2 separate regions of the Mus musculus genome follow, and region 1 is linked to region 2. A link is a contact called in public HiChIP or PLAC-seq data. All regions are on one chromosome and are shown on one strand. The core of a region is the stretch at or near the end of the contact, and the rest is flanking DNA. Distances in the headings are between cores, read along the strand shown.

Region 1 (6,627 bases), core at 3,368-5,867, 100 kb before region 2:
AGGGAAAGCCTCTCTTGGGTACCACCCTGCCCTGGGACACCCAGTTGCAACACAACTAAGTGAATCATCTCCCACTGAAGCCCAACCAAACAGTCCAGGTAGGGGAAGCAGATCTAGTGGGAGTCAACAGAGACAGAGACAGCCCCTGTTCCAATTGTTAGGAGACCCACATGAAGACCAAGCTTCACGTCTGTTACAATGGAGAGGGGTCCTAGGTCCAGTCCCTGTGTGCTCTGTGGTTGGTGGTTCAGTCTCTGTGAGCCCCCATGGGCCTAGGTTAGTTGACTCTATAGGTCTTCTTGTGGTGTTCTTGGCTTCTCCAGATTGCTCAGTCCTATTCCACACTCTTACACAAAACACGTCAAGCTCTGCCTGATGTTTGGCTGTGGGTCTTTGCATCTGTTTCCATCAGCTACTGGATGAAACCTCTTAGGAGACAGTTATGCTAGGCTCCCTGGGACATCGAGTCATGGCAGGACTAGGCACAATTTCCTAAACAAAGCCAATACGAATGTTTTTGTATAAAATGCTAATTCTCTAAATGGACACATATTTGAAATGCAAATTTCAGATCAGAAGGACACGCGTGTTGCTGTTACCATCTGCCTTTCCCCTTATGATCCACTTTGAAAAAAAGAACTGAACAGGGCAGAGACGTGCTCTCACAGATCATCATCTGAGTTCTGAGAAATGACAAGCACTACTCATGCAAGGTTGTAAATGCAGTGAGTGTCAAAGAAAACGCCCTGAGGACAGTGTGTCAAAACCCAGCAATAAACCACAGAGAAGAAATGATGTAAAGAGCTTTGTCACTATCAATTATCTTATGAAAATGTGTATTTCTCATTGTTACAAGCAAGAAATTAAATATTCATAGTACAATGCTCATTTATCAGCCATAATCAGCAATCTGTAAGTGTTGCAAAATGATCAGACATGTTAATTACCTAATTAAATACAAATTTGACTAAGATGAAGCATAGCATGTTAAACTAAGTTTGATTTAGATGAATTTAAATGCAATTATTTTAGGTTTCAATCTTTTGCCAAATGCTCATTTCATAATCCTTCGCACACTCATCCATCACACAAAGACATTTTGATATGAGATTAATATTTTAACTTTTCTTCAAAGCCTTTTGTGAGCAGCCATGTGTGAGACACTTTGAGGGCAGACATTTCAGAGCAGCTCAGGAAAGTGATAAAAAGAACTAGCTAGCTCATTCTAGATCTTCAGATTTCTCTTTAAACATTCATTCTCAGCTCTTTCCTCGCCATATTATTCAACTGATACTCTCTACGATGCCATATTGCCACACTTTTGAGGGAGTGTATAGAGTAAGGCTAACCTCTAAAAATATCTGTGAAAGACTGCTTTGACTAGCGGGAACATTTATGGTTGTGGGTGGGACCATATCATGATCAGGGGAACCAGGACTGTATGAACCAGAGCAGGCAAGTTGAGCACTAGCACGCATTGTGTCTTTCCTGCCACATGGACTGTGAACTGTACTTATGAGCTAAGTCAGGCCTGTCTCCCATTAGATGTTTGAGGCAGAGTATTTTATCAAAGCAATGGGAAGCAACTAAGGGACTCTTCCAGTTGCCATGCTGGGCTTTACATTCTTCCGTTGTAGGGTTTATGGAGGCTTGTCTTTGTCCATCCTCTGCATCACAAACTCTGAGAAATTAGTCCATTTACTCGTCTTGCTCAGATTAGTATTGTCTGTGTCTAAAACATAGTGGATACTTTATGAAAAAAATAAATGTTAGGTCCTGCAGCTGATTTTAGCCAAAAGACCAGTAAGTGAAAAGTCATAAATAATGTAATGTGCTTCTGTAAAAGGCCAATGACTAAATCTCTGAGGCTTAAGGGAATGCTCTTCAACGATACAAAGTATCAATGACTAAATCTCTGAGGCTTAAGGGAATGCTCTTCAACGATACAAAGTATCAATCTCAGGAAACAGCCAAGAAACTCTGTAAGGGCAAAGCCACATAGCTACATCTAGACACAAGAGCTGGTAGTAACTCACATAGATGAGTTAGATGCTCATGTAGTAAGAACTGAACAAGCCCAGGGGCAAATCAGCTAATTCTACTTAGGTGAGAAAGGATTAAATTCGACATGGGTATTAGATGTCAGTTTGGAATATTCTATGCAATGAACATTTGACATAAGCACAGAGCTAAAAATAATTTAAGAGGATAAATATGTAATGACGTTATGGAATACAAACTTAAGCTCAGTACTCCCAAGTCCTGTAATCCTAATTAGGAGGTGGAGGCAGGAGGATCTGGAGTTCAGGGCCAGCCTTGTCTACATAATGTGTTCAGGAACAACCTAAGCTACATGAGACTTTGTCTCAAATTAACTAAACAAATGACTTATATGTATTGCATTCCTATTAACCATAGTCAAAGAATCCCAGTTAATCCTTAAACTAAGAACAGTCACTATTTGTCACATAGAAATTTGAAAAAGAACAAGCTTATAAAAGCTCTTTGAAACTCATTGGTAAAAGTCACATCTGTACAAGCCTCATCTTCTCCCTGGTGGTACAGTGGTTACCGGAGAATACACTGAAGCGCGGACACACCAAGCTATAACCAGAGTTTTGCAGAACTTTTAGCATTGCCATATAATTTCAATATTAAATATACATATCTTTACATTTAGCTATCCTTTGCAGGCATAAGTATTTTGATGTGGCTAAGTGAAGGACCTTAGTCTTCTCAGAATTGATGTGGTTTCTCTTTTTCAGGCTAAAGCACACCTATAATTATATCACTCCTTAGATCATGAGAGACTAATCACGAGGGTTTCATACATTTCAAGTACCATCACCCTAACACCTTGAATAGCCTCAGGGCAAAACCATTCCGCTAATCCACAAGTTCTTTAATGTATACATTCACTAAAAGGTTCATTTCTTTCAAAAATCTTGTGACCTTTTTTAAATGTATGTTTATTTTATTTTTTTAAAAAAATTGAAAAGTTAAAAAAATATAGATAATAGTCCTTGAAGACTCAGTCTGGTACCTTTGAGGCCCTTACCTACAGTTATAAATCTAGCAGCATAAGTTCTCTTAGGGGAGTGATTTGTGAGGGGCATGAGAATCCATAATAGTCCATAGTATGCAATTGCTGTGTTCACATCACAGGGAGGATAAACAGAGTGGCTGGCAGGCTAGTGTATGATAGCCCAATCAACTTTAAAAGTAGGCAGTGCCTTTTCTTTTGAAAAGCTTAATTTTCTATTGAAAATTCACTTAACAGCAGTAGAGATAATCCTGAGTGGTGGCAAGCATGCTGCCAATACCCTGAGCTATTGAAGTAAGGACTCCCAATGCTGCTCCTAAAATAACTAATGAGCACAGAACAGCAAAACACGCCCGTTTCTCAGTCTACTCAGTCTCAAGTCTGAATTGGCGCATCATGGGAGTGTACAATTTTAATTGCTTTAGTCTCTAATAGTCCTGACCCATCAGAACCCAACTTGATAATGTGAAACTTTGAAAAGACAAAAATAGGATTATTTTATGTGTGACTAGATTTATAAAAACACTTATATGTCACTCCTGATTGACAATGAGTAGTATGGTCAAAGTCTGGCCCACTGACACATGTAATGATAAGTCCAAGGTACTCTATAGCTTTGATACTGTACACTTCTAGCTGTCATTGTGTGCAGTGTTCCTTATTCTCAATCTATGTCTAGTCTGTCACTTGTGCCTTGTCATTGATCTGAAATTGGAGACAAGTCATTTATCAAGATCATTGGTTTTACTTCTGGATTGTGTCTTCACATCTGCCTGTGAATACGCTGTTTTGGGCTGCTTTGGACAAAGACTCTGCCTTCCCATGAGCTGTAAGAACAGGTTTCATTATTTTTTATATCTCTGTCATCCATTGGATTCCCAATAAAATTCTTCACCTTTGTTATATAATAAGATATTACTAGTGTGTTTCGCTGTCCCTAGGAATCTCAGGTTTTCAATAATGGAGAACAAAGACAAATTATTTAAACAGCTGTTAAAGAAGTTAAACAGCAGTTATAAGAAGACACTGAGGTCTGGTGGCTGTAGAGGACCTCTGTCATCTTCTCGGACACAGTGTTGCTAAAGCATGCTTTTCTAGACACTGCCAGATAACTCTTGTGGAAACCAAAAGGCTTCCCCCATGTTCCTTGCCATCTCCCTATGACACTAACGGAATTGTCTTCTATGTGTTCAGTGAAGCTGTAACAGCTGCTTCCTCATCCTAGTAGGTCTTTTATACCATCAAAGAAATTATTTAAATCATATGTCAAGTGTCTGGATGGAGGTGAGTTGGCATAAATCTGATCTGAGGACCATGGATAACTGAGCAATGTCTTCATGCTATCTCAGCCTTTCTGGGAAGCTGCTGTAAATTTCTGTGGGTGGGGAACGGGAGCAGGGAACATACCAGATGCTCAGATACGGGCATCTTTACTCCTCTTTCCTCTCTACAGCATCTCCTTGGCAACACATTTGTTCTTTTGCTTTTGGAAATTACCATAAAACAGAAACAACTTGGGTGTTTTCAGCAATGCAGATAAGTAAATGCAAGGCTAAGACACAGTTGCTTTTGTAGAAACAGTTGATGTAGGGGAGAAGGCTGTCCTGTGAACCAGCCACTGTGTGCATCCTGCAGCTGTGTAGGACTCTCCTTCAGGAATTTTAGAATCTAAGCTTTAAAATACCTGGAAACCCAAATGGCTGTTGCCAGGAAACCCATGACTGCTGCCCGGAAAAAAGAACAATTTGAGGTTCATTAAAAGAGCCAGATCTAGGGAAAAAAAAAGAATTCAAGTGGGTATGGTCCATTTGCTGCTTTGTTTCCCAGTAAAATGAAATCTTACTAGTTATCAATTAGAAAGAGTGCAGTACTGTAATTATTGAATGCAAATTTGCTGAAATTGTGGAAATGCTAATTTTGAAAACATCAGTAAACATTTGGTACATCAACCACCATTTTTGAGTCTTGGAAATGAAAAGAGGAAAAATGCACATATAGACAGTGATCCTATGTATAATTCTTGCCTATGTTGAATCACAAGGAGATGTGCTCAGGATTCATCATATCTGTCTCCAGCTCTAGAATCCACTTCCTCACACAGTGTCCTTTGCATCATTTCACATCTCATGAAGCCACTACTGAGAGTCTCTGGGTATCCCACATGTAACTCTAGCAGTCAAGTATATTACTTGCTGTGTGAATGCATTCTAGATGTTCATTGATGTATTAAAGTACATGGACGACACTTCTGACAATGCCTTCACTCCATGCAGTGTCCATGAATCCAATAGTTATTGAATTCATGATGCTGGATGTAGGCTTATATTTTTCAAAACTTACTTTAATAAAGGTTGTTAAATGCTTTGACCTCTCTTATAGCCCATCAACTAAAGGTAGGGGAGGAAGAAAGGTTAGTAGAAGTGGACCTGTTGAGAAGTAGTTCTTTGGGGCATTCTGATCATCATTGTAAGGATATTAGCAGTCCAATTCATGAGTGTCACCAAACACAAATCAGCAGCCATGGTTCAATTCAGAAGAAACCTCAAAGCTCCAAGGATTGGCCAGAGTCCATAGTAGTGGCGAGAAGCTGCTAGAACATCACCAGTTCTTTGGTGCATTTCTCTTTACAAAGTCAAGACAAGTAAAGATCTGTGAAGAAAGCAAGGTGAACTCATATCAGACCATCATCATTGAAGATGAGCATCAGTGAAACTCAATGATGACCAGCAAAGAATTGCAATGTGAACCAATGCAGCAGCCACTGAGAGTGAAGGCAACATGCGAAGAGCCAGAATTTTCTTCTGTCATGTCCTTTATATAGGCTGCCAGCAGAAACATGTGGCCTGCATTTAAGAAGGACCTTTCCACCTCAAAAGATCCAGATTTAGGTGAGTCTTTCCACTTCAAATGATTCAGTCATGAACCTCTCTCACAGGTGTACCCAGATGCTTGGGGTTTAGATAATTACAGATTAGTAAAGTTGACAACCAAGAACAGCCATCAGAGACACTTAGTCTTCCTTATCCCACAAGATCTATATGGAAATAATACCTCCCAACTCTACTTTGTGAAGACTCAGGCATAATTAAACAAAGTCTGAGAAAACTGATATAATTTGATATGTGATGTCATATATCAGCTCCCTGTCCCCCCCCCCCCCCCCATTAACTGCGTAGCAGCTACTCTTTGCTTTTAGTCCCGGTTCTTTTCTTTCATGAGAATCTATTTTACTCTGAAAACAGCTGAGAGGAAAAAAACTGAACAATGAAAGTTGACTCTTCAAAAGGTGCAGTCTACTGTGCATCTGAGGGCGCTCTGGGACCCTTTCACGCGGCCCATGATGTCACAAATGTATATATACATAGGTTCTCTTTGTTTATGTTATTGCCATTCTCAGGAAGTTTGATTTCCTGGTATAAAATGAGCCCTATTAATGCCACAATCTTCAGATATGCAATAATGGGAGGGAGCAGGAGGAGGGACATGATGTCTCTGAGCGCAGAGAGCTCAGTGACTGATGAGCTTCCTGTACAATGATGAGGATAAAACTGTGGTATTAGGCAGACATTATGACTTCTCTATAA
Region 2 (6,720 bases), core at 1,032-3,531:
CAGGCTGAGGGTCCTTCCTCAGAGCTGTTCATTGTTCCTATAGCTTGTAACATGTGTGCCTTAAAGGCCTTTCCTTAGAACCGGACTGTGCAGTGTCATAAGTTGGCATAGCTATGTCGATAGTGTGCTGCACGGTGGAAGGACTTTCACCTCCCAGATCAGCTTCTCATCCAATCTGTACTTTATTGAAAGACTTAAGTCCTGTGTTCTTTGTTATTATTGGAGTTACAGATCAGAGGGGTATGGAGCATGTGAATCATTTAAGACGCTGGCATGCCTATAAGGAAGTGAGTTCAGTTTTCAGAAAGGGCCGCTTAGAAGCCTTTGTTAATCATTGCTATGAGAGAAGAGTGTTTTGTGCAATCACTGCTTGAAAAATAGGTTAAAATCCTCCAAAACTATTATGTTCAGCAACCCTGCTCATCAGATTTGTTTTGGTCATTTGCTTCTATGTCAGTTTTCAAAAGTTGAACTTGTTAGACACACAGAGTCCTTCCTTCACCGTCCCAATATTAAGAAGCACAGAGAGCTGAACCTGATGGTGCTGCCTGCAACACTGACTCCTAGGGAGGTTAAGTAGGTTCAAGGCCTGCCTGGGCTACATAGAGAACACTGGGTCAGCCTGGGCAACTTAGTAAGATGCAGTCCTCAAACAAAGCAAAAAAACCAAAAACAGAAAAAAAGTATGAATCTGAAGCTCAGAGGCAGAGCAATTCCCAGCTCTTGTGAGGCCACAGGAGTTACTCATTCCCCAGTGTCTCTTTTTTAAAAAAGGAATCTGTTCAACTGAAAGCATATGTGCGAACAAGAGATACTTCCCTAAACCAAAAAAATGCTTACAAAAAGGACTTTAAGCAGAGTGTGTAAAACATCATGGCTTCTCGCAGGCCTGCTGCCTTTTATGTACTGGTAATTGAAAGGCCCACGAAACACTGTTTTATAGGTAGCTTCTTTAGCATGATGTCACATGAATTGAAGATTGATATCAGATTCTATACTTCTTATGACCTATAATTAGGGTGTGTGACTTTCAGTGGCCACGGGACTGAAAATCCATTTCCCAATAAAGGAGTAATTATTACTACGTGGGGGAGTACTTGTCTTTTAAAAATAGGTTAAGTATAACTTTTTTTTTTCGAGACACCTAATCTAAATCGAATCATTGTTTTGTATCCTTCAGAGACATTCTGAGAACTAATGTGGCCATCCTTATTTTATAAATTAAAAAAGAAAGAAAGAAAAGAAAACAACAAGAAGAGTGATCCAATGCAGCGAGGTGACTTGTGCAGCTCTGAGAGACACGGTGGTTAAGACAAGCCTGGCTTCCTGGCTTTCAAGTCTCTACTGCCCCCTTTAAAATCTGAAGGAAAAGAGACTTGTAGCAAACCTCTGGAAAGACTGCTGGTGAATGAAGAGTTTGCAGGGTAAGGTTGAAACAGCCCTCTAGCGTGACTGAAAGTCCTGCATGTCCTCTTTCAGCCTTCGGGCTTCACTCCTGAGGAACATTTCCCGAGGCATGGTCTCCCTGCTCTCTCGAAATCTCGAATGGTGCAAGAACTAAAGGCGAAGAATTTTGAAGTCAACTAATTGGACAAAGAAAGACTGTTTTACGACCCACTGCTGTTCTCTACGTTCTTCCCGAGGGACAGTTTTGCCAGTGTTCCGCTGGGACACCTGGGCTTGTGATCTGAAGGCGCAGGGTTCCAGGGACACCTGTTAAGGGCTTTGCTGCTCCCGTCCCCCAGGCACTGGACTCGTGTTAACCACAGTTCCTGTGCCTGCGCTGTGTGGCAGGGCGCGCTGGCTGTTTGTCCTTGGGATCCAGCTTCTGCGAGGAGTTCGTTCTCCTCCTTGGTTTTTACACAAGGAAACTCCTAGCCCAGAGTGGGATTCTGCCCCTCCACCCCAAGTGTGGAACCTCTCTCCAGCCCACACCCGCAAGCCTGAGGTGTCTGTCGCTGTTCACATAGCCAGGGACCACAGCTCCCTCCCTGCATCGGGGTTCGCCACTGCCCTGCACTTTTCTCTGCAGATTAGGTGAACTCCTAAGTGGAGTGAATAGCAGCTGCAGGGAGTGGTGGCGAGGAACGATGAGGCGCTACGCTGCATAGCGTGCAACTAAGGTTGGAGGACACTAATCTCCAGTCTCTGACTACGGGGAACTTATCTGCCTCACTCCCTCGCTCCGCAGTTCCCCTACCTGTGTCCTTTCCTTCCAGGGCGGCGTTTCTCTCCACTTCTATCTCCGATCCTCCTCCCTCCCCACCCACTCCTACCCGGGGCTCTGAGCTGTGCAGTGCGGGGTCCCTGATCGAGTGGCTTTAGAGGTCCACCGAGAAGCCGAGCAGGCACAGCATTGCAGCTGTTCCGCTTTGCCGCTCCTGCTTCTGATCTCACTTGCTGGCTCACACCAAATCGGACCTGCTTTGGGTGCCTCCCAGGACTGTCTCCAGACTGGCTGTTTAGATAATCCCTTGCTTGAAATTCCTGGATTCCTCATCTGAGAAGGAACGCGCAAGAGTCAATACAGTAAGTAAGTTCAAACTCCAGTTCTCCTTCTGAGATCATGAACAGCCCTAGAGGAGCCCCGGGTCCTGTCAGGGGTAAGAGGGCATGGGGATGTGTTCCGAAGGGGAGCCGCCCACCCCTCCAGGCATTAAGTGGAACACTGGAACTAGGTGGGCTAGTACCACTTCGCTTTTCTTCTTTTGCTGGACTTTTTCTTTTCTGCTGAAGGTTATAGACTGTTCCTTGATTGAGCGCTACAGTATGAGACAGTAAGATATGACTTTGCCCCCTCTTTAAAACTCAAGCACTTTCTGAAGTGCAAGATCATGTAGGGTTTTCTAAGGCTGTTCAAAAATAGAGATTTATTTAGGCTTCCATTCATTTCCCCAAGATGGGGTCACCTACTAGTAGAAGTCTGTGGTTGTGTGGCATGGTGGTGGTGGTGGTGGGGCAGTAATATTTAAATGTCATTCTTAGTAGAGACTAGTCATTAAAATCCCAGTGTCATTTAAGAGACTACACTACTGTCAAAGACAGGAAGCACAAATACAGGAAAGAGAAGCATTCGCTGACTTTTCAGATGATCCATCCATCTCTACTTAGGCAAACAATAATGCCCTGTATGTTGCAGTGTTAAAGACCGCATCTCCCCTCACAGGAGATCCAACAGGTGCAGGCAACTATAGTTTGTAGCATGGAACTTGGGGGTTTTCCCTGGGAAAACAATACTGGAAGGAGGGCTAGACAGGGATGTCACACTTTGCCCACCTGGAGTGACTCTATCTCAGAAATAACTTGCAATTCCAGTGATTTCAGCATGTAGTTAAAGCAGGAGAAGGTTTCTGGCTTATTAAAGAAAGCACCTAGAGCGTCAGAAGGAAAAAAGCATCATTTCCCTTTCTACACTGACTGCTTCTGTAATAAACTCAGTCAAGGGGCACCTGTTCAAGAGAACAGCGCTATTCAGAGTTTTGAATTTCTTGAATAACCTGAATGTCTCATTTTGCCTTGTTTCAAGGAAAGGCTCTCCCCCTTGCCTCTTTCTGGTTTGACTGGGGGCCTCAGGAGTGTCACGCGTGGCAGTGTCTACCCTCACGTTCTCTTTCACTCTCCTACTTTTCCAGAAGTGCTGTTGTGAATGATACATTCTGTGTCCTGGGTAGTGCTTTGCCCAGCCCAGGGCTAGTACTGTGCCTGCATGCAGCTCAGAGTGTTCACAGGGTAATAGCTTGCAGATCGATAGCCATTCCTGCAGAGGAGCTGTAAGACTCCAGCGAAAGGATTTCAGAGGGAAGAAAATGTGATTGAAAAGAAAAAAAAGGAAGTAGTCAATAAATCAAATGCGCTTCTCTTCCCAGTGCCCTTAAATCTGTGCTTACACTCAGCTCGTGGGTGCAACTTTTGCAAGTCTGCTCAACTCTGGTTGCCGTGGATGGTCTGAGTAACTGCTCCATGAAGTCAGTCTCTTAGCTTAGGGAAAATGGGACAGCCAATCAAAGGGGCCAGGGTTCAAATGCCATGTTTTCATAATGGGCAGTGGGGCTGGTATCCCTGGAACGTTCTGTTTGAAATCTATGTTGACTTGTATAGAATGGACCAGTATAGCAACAAAGGAAAACACACAGAAAGTTCCCAGGCCCCTAGAAGTGTGTGTGTGAGTGTGTGTGTGTGTGTGTGTGTGTGTGTGTGTGTGTGTGTGTGTGTAGCGCAGGGGCAGGGGAGATATGAGCATTTGAGAAAAAGAATTCTATGTGGAGCATACTGACAGGCGATTTCAGAGGTTGTAATCAGGAACTGATTTAATAGGGTCTTAGGGCAACCTTCTTGAAGAAGCAAGTAGCAAGTACCAGACTAAGAACAAGCAAACAAACCTGAGGCTGCTATAGCAAGGCAAGGAATCCTTTGTGTTTTTACATTTATTCAAGAAGGGAATTGAAATTATACTTTGTATTAAAAAGGTGGCAGTAGTTATTAATAAAATTGTATTCTCCTTTAGCTTTGTATTGGTTTTGTCCAATAATTGAGTAGCTTTACTGTACCAGAGGGTGCACTGTGAGATTAAACAAAAGGTCTTTAGAGATGGCTGTCCTAGGTTGGTAAACTGGAACAGTCACACTGTGGGCAGTGATTAAAGGGAGAATGAACCTTCTGAATGACCGGAAGAACGGCAGAGTCCTCAGTTCACCACATGGGGAAGCCTGGGGTGTTCTCAACTTGGTAGCCATTCAGTATGACAGAGCAGCAGATGTGTATTGAGATGTCAAGGAGAATCAGGACAGAGTGTCTGCAGGGATGTCGGCAAGCCTTGAGTGCCATAGTAAGGAGCTGAGGTTTACTTTAGTGAGAAAGCAAATTAAGATGTGTTTTGAGCATATCATGAATCAAAAAATTCCATTCAGGGCTGTAGATGCGAAGGAGTCCACGAACAGAGATGGTTATATAAGAGGTGGGGGGATGAAGACTGAAAGTTAGGCCAATTTGAGATTACAAGAATAACACCTTGTTACTACCTTAAACCTAAGGGAGATAGAAAAGTTAGGCAGTGTAACCTAGGCCCGCAAAACACCTCCATCCACCGGAAACCATCACAAGGGGTCTACCCTGTGGTAATCAAGGCCACAGAGGAGCTGCCGAGGCTACCCAGGGTACAGAGAGAGGAAGGAGAAGCCTTGGTTTTTCCTTCCTTTTGCTTTCTCTCCACGCAGCTTTCTCTTTAAACTTATTTATACATGTATAGTGTGTGTGTGTATGTGTGTAGCTTTATGTGTACACGTGTGCATGCATGTTCATATGTATAAGTGTGTGCTAGTATGGGTGTGGTGTATGTGCGTATGTGTGCAGGTGTGGTGTATGTATGTATGTATGTGTAGGGCATATGTGATGTGTACTTAGGGTATGTATGTATGTATGCTTGCATGTATGTATGTATGTATGTATGTATGTATGTATGTGTAAGGTATATATGAATGTGTATAGGGCATATATAATGTGTTATTAGGATATGTATGTATGTATGCATACATCCATGTGTGCAAGTGCAGGTATGACATAGCATACATACAGGGGTGAGGACACAACTTCAGGCCAAGGTTTTTACTCATCACCTTGATTCTTTTTGAGACTGGGTCTCTACATCCACCAGGATGCCTGACCCATAAGCTTCTGAGAGTTCTCCTGTCTGTCAGAGTAGCTGCATTATAGCTGTGCACTAAGCTTCCAGCTGTACATGGGCTCTTTTCATATCTCCCCACTTGCAGGGCAAGCTCTTTATTCACTGAGCCAACTCCCCGCAAGCCTCCTGCTTTGTAATCTCCTTCCAGTGCCTTGCATTGATTCAACCCAACCAGGATCCTGATTAAGTGGGAGCCTGAAAGTGAGGGAGGGTCTTATGCAGCTCAGTGGTTCAGAATAGGACAGAGGCAGGAAAGGTGGGAAGTAGAGCAGGGGCAATGGGGCCAGCCAGCATGGGTTGTGAGCTCAATAAGTGTGATTCATCTACCAATGGTAGTAGATGCTCTTATGGCTGATTAAAAACATCATTAAAAGATCTTATGAATTAACTGCAGAAGTCTTTTGTGAGTGTATTCACTAGGTATCATCACTAGTTTATTGAATCTAGGTGTTTTTATACACTTAACAGGGAATTCATAGTCAAAGCAAATATATTATTTTAAGCACTCTAGAAGAGGCGTTGCCTTATGTTTTAACACCCAGCAGGAGTCTCCCTTCAGGATACAGATTTACAAAGGCTTGTTGAATGTGTGTCCCAGGAAATGATACAGTACCACCATGGTGAATTGCCCATGGCTTTGCCTGTTAGGCTAATGAACTGACAAATGAAAGCAGCAGAAAAAGAAGAGGAAGGAAAATTAGAAATAAGATGCATGGCTTTAAGGATAATGATGATTAGAAACTGAGCCAAACAAAACCAGTGCAGTATCAATGATGATAAGAGACAGGAGGGAGAGAGAGAAAGAGAGGCAGCCTAGTTGGGGGATCTGTTTTCTTTTAGCCTTTATATGTTATGGCATCATATCATATTAGGAAACTTTAACATCAGTTTCCCTAAATATTTCTGAAAACTTCATCATTTCTAAGAGAAAACTGGTTCTTACATCGTTTATATCACCCAGTTTTTCTCAGAATTTTTATTGACTGAATTATGTATTTACTTTACATCTGGATCACAATGTCCTCTCCCTCCTCTTCTCT

Evidence for each region. HiChIP or PLAC-seq counts read pairs in DNA pulled down with a chosen protein or histone mark.
Region 1: a contact with region 2 is called in an H3K27ac HiChIP or PLAC-seq map of neural progenitor cells, with 4 times the contacts expected there. The contact joins the enhancer-like site here to the promoter of Npy2r in region 2. A contact is called at or near these places in 8 of 484 Hi-C or Micro-C datasets (cerebral cortex, forebrain, nephron progenitors and 1 more), 2 of 115 datasets of contacts at active chromatin or transcription factors (SST interneurons and neural progenitor cells) and 1 of 9 other capture datasets (embryonic stem cells).

The regions. Positions count from the first base shown.
Region 1 is chr3:82,650,396-82,657,022 of GRCm38.p6, reverse strand. No RefSeq gene overlaps it. Among named protein-coding and RNA genes, the nearest start is that of Gm29999, 11 kb to the left of the region's middle. Within about 2 kb of position 4,617, at least 20 of the 459 cell types and tissues checked have an H3K27ac peak or open chromatin away from gene starts, as enhancers often do. A contact at or near this core is called in SST interneurons, forebrain and neural progenitor cells, where this site is marked.
Region 2 is chr3:82,543,646-82,550,365 of GRCm38.p6, reverse strand. It overlaps Npy2r (neuropeptide Y receptor Y2), which reads left to right and starts at 2,281. Exons shown (of 2, transcript NM_008731.3): 1 at 2,281-2,529.